2 separate regions of the Sus scrofa genome follow, and region 1 is linked to region 2. A link is a contact called in public HiChIP or PLAC-seq data. All regions are on one chromosome and are shown on one strand. Each heading gives the region's core, a stretch centred on a gene start, on an enhancer-like site or on the middle of the called end of the contact. The rest is flanking DNA. Distances are from core to core; before and after follow the strand shown.

Region 1 (5,175 bases), core at 632-3,131, 150 kb before region 2:
TCTCCGGAGAGCCGCTGAAAGAAGCCTGCCGCACCAGAAAGCACTTCTTCCTCTCCCGGGAGGGGGACAACGTGGAGGCCGAGGCCCCTGCCACTGGAGCATGGGACAAATTCCCATAATCAAAAGATTTGCTCCGAATTTCTGGGACTTCGGCTGGGTGAGGACAAGGCATCTGCTCGGACGAGCAGCGTCGCATCTCCTTTTGGTGGTGGTGGCCAGGGACAGACAACGAGTAGGAACCAGCCGGAACGGTCAAAAACTCCGAGTGCTTCCCAAACTCATCCTGCTTGGGAGGTGCCCCAAGCTTCATGGTTTCTTCTCTATCGAAAGACATGGAGAAACTGGAGCTGTGGGATAAGTTACTTTCCTGGCTAGGGCTGCGGGAGAGGCCGGTGCCCGTGGACTCGAAGCTGGATTCCCCGGAGGAGTGCTCCATATCCGCGAGCCGCAAACGCTTCTTTTTGGGCGGCAGCTTCTCTGCTGGAAGTTGGGAGAGCGTCTCGCTTCTCTGGGGCCACTGAAATTCCTCCATGGGCTTGTCCGGCTCTTTACTCTGGCCTTCTTTCTCCTTCTCTGGCTTGTCGGGCTCCTCGGTCACGCGAATCTCGGGGACCTGGATGTTGTGCTGGCGCACTAACCGGGGCTGCGCGTGGTAGGGCTGCTGCTGGCCGGGCTGCGAAGGGGATGGTTTCGCCCCCGCCTCCGCGCTCTCCCCCGGCGGCGCCCACTCGGGGCTCACGGGGGCTTCCGAAATCTCACTGTCGCACGTCTCGGAAGGTGACGAGGCTTTCTCCTGGGCGCTGGCCGCCAGCTCCGCAGACTCGGACCTCTCAAATGAGTTGGGTCGGCTCAGCGAGTTCGTGTGCTGAATCACAGAAATCACATTTCCGGGAGGTTTTCTGCCCCCTACGTCTGACAGCTTGTCCGAATCAGCGGCTGCGGGGGACTCCTCTGACCCAAGAGACGGACTTCCGGATTGCAGCGGGGGTCGACACGGATCGTAGCGCTCAGAGTGACCATGAGAAGGGTTCTCCTGTCCAGCCAGCATGAACCCACTCCTCGCTCCTTCCTGCAGCTGCAGTTTGGGATCGTAATCTGAGGTCGTGATGCCCACGGGCGTGCTGACGACGCTGCTGCAAATCATGGGGGTGTCCTCCTCATCCCCTACACTCTTCTCTTTCCGACGTTTTCGATTTTCACACGTAGTCCCAAACATGGTTGGCACTCCCTGAAGTGGCACCGAGGGATCCATGAAATACTCTCCACCATGTTTTAAGGGGCTGATGCAGGAAATATCCCTATAGCTTTGCTTTGGCGTCTCAGAGTCCTCCCACTTCTTATAGGGCTTCCGACAGACGTCGTAATCGTACCCAACCCTGTCCCCAGGAATCAATTTCTTTTCCTTCAGGGATGGACCTGTGATACCCTTGGACATCCTGCCGTGGTGTTCTGCCTCCACGTGCCCCTCCTGTACTGAGGGCAGCTCGAAAGCTGCTTGTCTCCTTAACATGCGCTGAGGGGCTATTCCTACAGTCCCTGGGTAGAACACATCATCGGAACCAGTCATCCTTTCATCAAATGAGTGACTTCCTCTCAGAGAAGGAGGAAGACTTAAATTAGTTGCTGAAGAAGTTGGCATTGAGTTGCTTCTAATCAGGGGTGAAGAGTCAACAGGAGCTTCTAGGAGGATTGGGCTGCTACCTTGGAAATTGGCCGGATAAAGTTTTCCTTCATTCCTGATAGATGATGGAATAGTCTGGGATTGTCGTGACTCACTGTTGAATTTAGCGGATTTCAGCATGCTTGTCTGACTGGGGTCGACTTCTCCCTTGCCTGGGATCAGCTGTGAAACTGGATCTTCAAAAATCTTGACATCTAGCCTGGTGTTTACATGAGGTAATGATTCCATGGTGCCCTTCCTACCCATCGTGGCACGCTCCTGACTCGTGGTTGTAACACTGAGTGTATTTCTCGGACTGAGCCGACAGTATTTTCCAAAGATGATTTCTTCATAAGACTTTGCATTTGTGTTTGGAGGGCTAATCTGCTGCTCTGCACTTTCTGAGCGGGAAAAGTAACCAGAGTCAGTGCTTCCTTTACTGTGCGGGCTCAGAAGGTTCAGAGATGGCTCAGAATCTTGTCCTTTTTTCTCTGACAGTCTTAGTGCAAGTTTCTGTTTAACTGTGTGAGAGTCATCAGGCTTAGTATTTAAAGACGGGTTTGGTAGCATATCAGAACCAATATACGGAGAGCTCTCATTAGGTAAAGGAATCCCGCTTTTGGGGATAATCAAAATCGGCACCTTCATCGGCCCTCCCAGTGATTCCTCCAGTGACCCATGATAGCCACCTCTGCTGGCGATGTCCAAAGGGATAGGTGGCCCAGGACTCATTTTGTCAGGGGCCTCAACAAACAAAGAACTTTCCTCATCTGTGTCTGTACTCTGTTCACCATCTGAATGTATTTCTGCTTCTACGTCAATAAACCCGGCCTCCAGGTCCAATTTAGATACAGCTGACTCTGTGAAAGGGACTAATCCTGCCTTAATGGCATGGGCATGTGACTTCCTGTGCTTGTACAAATTGCTCTTTGTCTTGAAAGAGAAACCACAAGGTATACATGGATATGGCCGCTCACCAGTATGGGACCTGATGTGTTTTTTCAGTACGCTGGGTTTGGCACATGCCCTGCTGCAGTAAGGGCAAATGTACTTGCCGGGCTTCTTGGGTTTGTGCTCTTTTTTGTGAGCATCTTCAGACTGTTCAATACTTTTCTGGGAGTATTGGCTATAAGCAGGGTTCAGACTTGAAATCTTTTTTCTGGGATAACCACCACTGTGGCCGTGTATAGGAAAGGAAAATAAGTCCTCGGAGGCAACAGGTGGCAAAGGGCCAGGGAAAAGCCACGGAGGGCCCTCGAGGCTCTGATGTGGCTTGTTGCTGTGCATGACCCCCTGTGGCAATGAGTGCTGAGGGAAGGAGAGTGAATGTTGGCATGAATAAGGACTCGGACGGTGTGGTGGGTATTGCTTCTCTGTGACTTGCTGTGCCACTTCGCTAGGTGAGGCCAGTTTCCCAGAACCAAAGAGTTGTGCTGACGCCGTGTTTCCTATTTGCTCAGGATCTATTTGCGGTTGCCGCTGTCCTTCTTGACTGCCAAAAGTGCTCATCTTAATAACAGCTGATTGTTCCTGTCTCCATCTACTGGATGCTTTATCAGTTTCTCCAGACCTTGAGGTAGCTTTTTGTCCTAGAGCTGTGTCCCCAGTGTCCATTTTGTTACACAAGGTCTTAAGGGCTAGTTCACTTGAAAGCCGTGCAGACGCATGGAGTGTCTTCAGAGCGGTGCTTTCTCAAAGCCTGCTTGTTTCCATGTTCCAGGGTGTCTGCAAAACTTGCTGAGTACGCCTTCTCTTTGGAACCTTCACTCCCACCCCGCAGTCTATGGGCATTAGATGGTAATGTCCTTGGACCGGGGCTATAACACAGTTCTCTCCATTGTAGAAATGTCCATCCAAAAGCTAAGTGCAAATCTATAAAGAATTCTTATGGCATTTGAATATTTTCAACTAGGATGAAGTTGGGATGATGAATATTCTAGGAGAAATTTTGCCCATCAACTAGAGCAAAGTTCAATTGCCAGTTTCACTAAAATAAAACGGTCTGAAAGAAAATGAAACACAAAGAGATTGTCATAACAAAGTGAGAAACCAAAACCAATCCTAAAGAACCTGCCTGAAATTGCATAAATTGAAAATGTTTTTCAACTCTAAGACATCCTTTTTATAACTATTACATTAAGTCTACAATTAAAGGTTATTAATTTCAAACTTAGCATTAAATCACAAGCATAAATCTCTTCAATGCTTGAATTTTGGTCATCCTTTTAAATATACCTTAATTTTGGGCAGAAAAGTATATAAAGGAAAGCTTGCGATACATACTATAAGCTTTTGATACATACTATTTATGAAATTGTAAGATTTTTAAAGGTTTCATTAAAGTCAATTCAGAGCTGTTTCTAACCAAGTTTTATGACTTACATGCTAAGTGTACTACATATTTCTCTATATAGATGTATTTTATAGATTAATATAAAATATATATTAAATGCAATTTATAAATATATATAGTATGCTAATATAAAATTTTATATATATTATACATAGTGTTAATATAACATACAAGTATATTTTATAGACTAAAAGCAGTAATTAGCAGTGATTAGAGCTAACGAAGGCTGGAAGAATCAATGATTGTCACAGAACTTTGGAAAAGGCAGAAAAGTGCATATAAATAAAATGGTTATAAAACCATTATATGGACAACAAAATGTATTTTGGGGACAGTTAAAAAATGCAATGATTACCTGAGTGGTTTAGAGTTCTCATGGGCATGATTGTCTCGCTGCTTCCTGGATAGAAAATAAATGCAGTTAGGAAAGGCTGTTCTATTAAGCTATAACACTGCTGTATAAAAACACCAATTTAAAGTTCATTTTATATATAGGGCTCACCATGTTATGGGCCCTAAAAACCCAGCAAGTTTTAAAAACAATTGGATTTTAAGTGAATTCTCAATTTCTAGCAAGTAATTGCTTTAGAAAACACTACACTAAAGTAGGAAACCTTGTATTAATTGACACTATGCTCAAAAAATAATCAATGAGAAAAAAATATAAAAATGTCAGAGAAATATTTTCTGAGATATATAAGATTAATATATTAAAACATCTTAGTTTTTTTGACCCAATAAGCCTGGTTCTAGTTCCTCAAATACCAAAAATTTGGGAGTGGTGGTCTTTTAATTTAATCTATAGATTTGAACATTTAAACGAATGCTCTTTTTAGGAGATTTGCCTGACAGCAAAGCAAAGGAGTCCTTCAGATGACTCTGAATGGCTCAGGAAAACTCCACAATTTAGAAACTATCAGATTTTAGGTGAACCTCAATTTCCATAAGGGAATGGACATTGTAGGACTCAGAGGATTCTGAGAACTTTAATGCTCAATTGTATCAGTTATGATGAAAGCTGAGGTGTTTCCTTGATTGACAATTAAGAGTGCTTATCTAGGTAAGAAAGTTCATGCCCTTTGGCCCGGAAGTTCCATTGCTGGAAATGTATCTTACAGGTGTACACAGGTGCACAAAGATATGAGTACAAGGATTACCTTGG
Region 2 (4,860 bases), core at 1,329-3,828:
TATGGCCCAGGAACATGAAATAGTGTCTGAATCATGAGAAATGGTGATAGCATATTAATATCTCCATTTAGCACCTGTGCCCTGGGCATCTGCTCTGGGTGGAGCTGCACTAGACCTTGAAGTATCGGTGAGAATGAGACACTCTTCCCTGGTTTGTGAAATGCACTGGGAAAGACAGGAGAAAAACCAACCTTTTTTAAGACACTTCAATTATGATTCTAAGATATAATGGATGGCATTTATCCTAGGATTTTCCTCCAAGAAGCACAAACTTCTCAGCTGAGAAGTAAAAGATTTATTTTTCTACCACCCTACTCAGAATTGTAGTTTGGGTCACTAGACAGGCACAACTCCTTCTGCCACATAAAAGGCAGAATATTTGTAACTCATGTATGACTGAATCAAATTATATATCTTTGGGCCACAAACATATACAACTAGATGAGGTGCTGGGTCTGAGGTAACATTATAAAAATTCAAGTTCTATGTATAGTCCATAAGAATTCCTCACACGGTGTTTTTTATAAAACAGAGATGCTAATCTCCTGGTTGTTACACGATTTAATTAATGTGTCTAAGAATCCTACTTAGCACCTCCAATGAGATGCTGCATAAAAACTGTGGATTATTGCTAATACAGATCTGGAGTAATTGATCCTTATATTAATACTGCTAAATAAATACTTTCATAATACCAGGGCTATAAATGGCCAAGCTAGGTTTAAAAGCAGTTAAACCTTATTAGAGAGCAAATAAATGTAGGGTTGGGGACCCAACTATATGGTGGCCACAAAGGACAAACAAATTTCCACTTCAACAATTTTCCTGTTGTATATCTTCTGTGTAATTTTACTATAGGGGGAGAAATGGGAAAAGAGAATCATATTTTTTAAAAAATAAAACAATATTGCATTAACATGTGGCTTTCCAGTTTTACAACACATTTTCACTCGCACCGTGCACCGTCATGTTCGCCCCTTGAATCCATCTAACTATTGAGCGCAAATTTTAGTGAGTAATATCTAGCAGTCACAAATTCCCCTCTGTTCTTCTAACTTGATTTCCTTTAGAGGGCCATTGAGAATATCTGTACAAATATTTTTGTGCATCTCACAACCAAATAAGAGTGTCAAGATAACAACTTGAATGAGGCTCATATGGTACAAAGAGAGGGTATTTATGTTATATTCTATTAAAGGAAAAAGCTGTCTTAAAAAGGGCTAATGTTTAAATCGACAGCTCTTATTCCAAGTGTACTCAAGCCCTCTTTAATTTCCTTATTGCATAAATCAGCTGAAAGCATCCCAAGGGAAATGCCATTGTACTACATACATTTCTAATGATCCTGTGGGGATTTTTTAAAAGGAAAATATTTAGGCAACAATTATATAAGCATAGGTCAGCCATTAGTCTTGTGACTCGGTTTAACTTAAACATGTGAACAGTGTATGGCGCAATTTAGAATGATTTTCTAGGTTTACTATGAACTACTAAATCATAGCTTCATCTATTAAATCCTTTCTCTGTCAAGTCTTTGATATAAGAAACCTTAGCAGACCTCCCAGTGAACTCTGGCATTTTGGCTGTGGGGCCAAAAGAACAATCTACCATTACAAAGCCTATTCATGAGTCAAGGAGAGAAGCAGAGAAGTGGTCAGAATGATGACTGCGCAGCTGATACGATACTATTCTCCCTTACCTTGCTCACAAGTATATAAAACATACAAGATTCATGTTACTAAATTATAGAATATTAAGCTCAACACTGATTCTAAAATGTACCTTGAAAGATCATTAATGCAAAGTAAAACACCTGTTACTAAAAAGGCTGGATTTACTCTCTTGGCTTCAACTTTTTAATCCTACCTATAGCCGAAAAAAAAAAAAAAAAAAAGTAGAAAAGGTTTGTTTTGTTTTTTTAAATCCATCTATAATTCGAGCATAGTAAATTAGGGCTACATTTCTGTTCTCAAATTCACAATAAGCATTTTTTCAAACAAGATTTACTAACTACATAACGTTTAAAAATCATGACTACCCGGAGAGTTTTCTTGTAATGATTCCGTCTCGAAGTGTGTAAGGGCACGATGCTTGTGCTTGGCTGCAAACATTCATATCTTTGCTTCCACAACAAAGCAAAAAGGTGACAGTTAGAAAGAGGGTGAAACAAGAGGTTTCCTGTACGGCTTCGTGAAGAGAAAGAAGGTGCATTCTGCAAGGCGAAGGACAAGTCCGCTCAGGCCCTCTGCAGCCAGCATTATTCAGCACTCTTCACCCCCAGGCAGCCGGCCCACCTGACCGGGGTTCCCTATTGTACAGCTGCAGCGGTCTCCCCGAGGCCAGCGATCCCCGGACCTCCGGCACAGTGAGTCCCCTGGCAGGCTCGGCCAAGCGAGCCTCGGCCAAGTCAGTGCCTTCTCCTCAGCGCCCCTGCCCCCGGGAGGGCCGCCCCGAAACTAGGTCTGGGCGGGCGCGGCGGGAGCTGCGAGCCCCACTTTCCCCCGACAGGAAGGGGGAGGCCGAGAGCATTTCCTGTTGTGCAGCTGCAACCGGCGGAGACGTCACTGCATTCACACTCCCTCGGGTGTCGGCGGCGGCCCGGGGCCTCACGTTCAGCCCCTTGCAGGGCGGGCCGGGGCTCCCCGGGGTGGAAGGGCTCGTGGCGCCGGGGGCCACGCGGGCGGGGGCGGCGCGGGAGCGGCTTTTCCGCCCGCCCGCGTCAGGCGGACCCAGCCCGGCCGCTCCCCAACCCTGCTCCCCTCCCGCCCGCCGCCCGCTCCTTCCCCGGGGCCGGGAAAGGCGTGTGTTTCCAGGTGCTCAGAGGAAGCACTTTTTTTGGCGCAAGTTTCTTAGCTCAATTTTTAACGTAATTTCCCCCCAAGATGACTCTTTCTACACTAGGATTATTTTTAAATAATCAAAAGTGAAAATCATTTCAGTGTTGTTGCAATTAGGTGTTTTCCTCGTTTTCCATCTCCTGATTGTGGATTCCTAAAGTAACTGTCAGATGCAAGTGAAAAAGATTTCTCTACTGCACAGCTCCAGTGAGGTCAAAGGCGGCAAGAAGACACTCCTCAGACGTTTCTAAAAGCATTTCTATTCGTTTTCATTTATTAAAAAACACCCCCTACACAACATATAAAGTCCTTTTACTTATTAGGTCCTAATTTATCATATCTGGAATGTCTAATTTTTAAAAATCCGAACCTCTTAAGAATCAGTTTTGTACTTATCCACTTTAATGGCACGCAAAACTTTTGGCCAGGATGTTTTAAAGTGGAAATTTTACCCATTCATATAAAAATAATAGCGATTTTTAAAGTTTCCTTTATCCTAAATTTCCAGCCCTCCATTTAGTACAAACCATAAACCAGATTATAACCATGTGTAATTCTAGAAAAGCAGTGGCTTAAGGTTAATAAGGGTTATGAGACTATAAGGGACTCTATAATCATTTTTAAATAAAAAAACTGGATGAGCTTAACAAATTTTAGATTCTGTTCTTCTTTGGCGAATCAATGTTAACAGATGTTGTATTTTGCCAATTTCTCTAACATTTGAATTTAGCAACGCCTCACATCAGGACATGGAATTAAAATATTTAGGGCTTTATCAAGTGTAAATTATGGACTTTGGGTGATAATGACATGTCAATGCAGATTTATCCACTGTAACCAATGTACCACCCTATGCAAGATTCTAATAGTGGAGGAGGCTGTGCCCATCAGGGAGTGGGGGAGGGGAAGGGGGCAGGCAGTGCTATGGACTCTCTATTCCACTCAATTTTGCTGTGACTCTAAAGCTGCTCTAAAAAACTAACTCTATTCTTAAATATATTTAGGCTGTTAAAAGAATCATGATATTTCCTGCGTTGTAACCTGTAGATTCACAAGTAAATGAATCTTAAGAATTAAAAAGAACTCATCATCTTGATGCTTTCATGAAGTTCATCATCCAAAGCTACTCCTCCTTGATAAAGAAGTTACATTTTTTAAAGTTTACTTAAAAAAAAAATTTTTTTTTAGCACTTTAAGCACAAATAAAAGACTACAACTTAGTAAATGTTAGCTGTCCTATCCAGGCATTTACTACCTGGCATTCACTACCTGTATCGAAAGGAACCCTGGCTTCCACTCAAAGTGACCCAAAGCCCCTGAGAACTTGTCTAATTTTCTAAAGATCTGAGTGACACAACAGTATAGTTTATCATGTAATAACATCAAATGTGCAGAGAGTTTACATTTATTCCACATGTATTTCTATGCCTATTTTATCAAGAAATAGGCTCAGAAAACACAGGACTAGCATAAATGTAGGGACCTCAGAGGGGCTCCTTCCAATATTTTTGAAAAGAAAAAGACCCTTCCATTTCCATACTCCTAACTGCAACTAAAACCACGCCCTCTGTACTATACAGGATGCTCGAAGCTAGCCTGGTAGCCAGCACCTCTGCAATACGAGTGATGAGAGGGGCCTGGGAAATAATCCCATTCAACTGCTTTTTTTATTTAGTTTGAATATAGTAGCTTTTAAACAGCTTCCCAAACTGTATTAAAGGATTCTTGATTGTAAAAGTGATTCCGAATGTGTTTACTCCTAGGAAATACTGCTGTGGTTGCCTGACTCCTGGGTGATCTCATACCACCTTCTTTAGTTTTTTTTTTTTTCCTTCTCATATCAATCATCCTTTTACCCATTAAATCACTGCAGTGATTCCGGGGTTTTTGATTAGAACAAACTTTTACTTATTCCTTCAAATCATCGGTCAATGGTATATAATTAACACTCCACAAACTGCAAGGGACTGCCCAGATACTGTCTAAGCTCCCTGAAGATTTCAGCTAAAGTTCATGCTCTTTG

Evidence for each region. HiChIP or PLAC-seq counts read pairs in DNA pulled down with a chosen protein or histone mark.
Region 1: an H3K27ac HiChIP or PLAC-seq map of skeletal muscle shows a contact between it and region 2. The contact joins two enhancer-like sites. A contact is called at or near these places in 2 of 47 Hi-C or Micro-C datasets (embryonic fibroblasts and skeletal muscle) and 1 of 2 datasets of contacts at active chromatin or transcription factors (skeletal muscle).

What each region holds. Positions count from the first base shown.
Region 1 is chr1:22,411,282-22,416,456 of Sscrofa11.1, reverse strand. HIVEP2 (transcription factor HIVEP2) reads right to left here. Exons shown (of 10, transcript XM_021072421.1): 4 at 4,369-4,413; 5 at 1-3,662. The coding sequence starts at 3,274. Among named protein-coding and RNA genes, the nearest start is that of HIVEP2, 170 kb to the right of the region's middle. Within about 2 kb of position 1,881, at least 9 of the 83 cell types and tissues checked have an H3K27ac peak or open chromatin away from gene starts, as enhancers often do. A contact at or near this core is called in skeletal muscle, where this site is marked.
Region 2 is chr1:22,258,224-22,263,083 of Sscrofa11.1, reverse strand. All of the region lies in intron 1 of HIVEP2 (transcription factor HIVEP2), which reads right to left. Among named protein-coding and RNA genes, the nearest start is that of HIVEP2, 20 kb to the right of the region's middle. Within about 2 kb of position 2,578, at least 62 of the 83 cell types and tissues checked have an H3K27ac peak or open chromatin away from gene starts, as enhancers often do. A contact at or near this core is called in skeletal muscle, where this site is marked.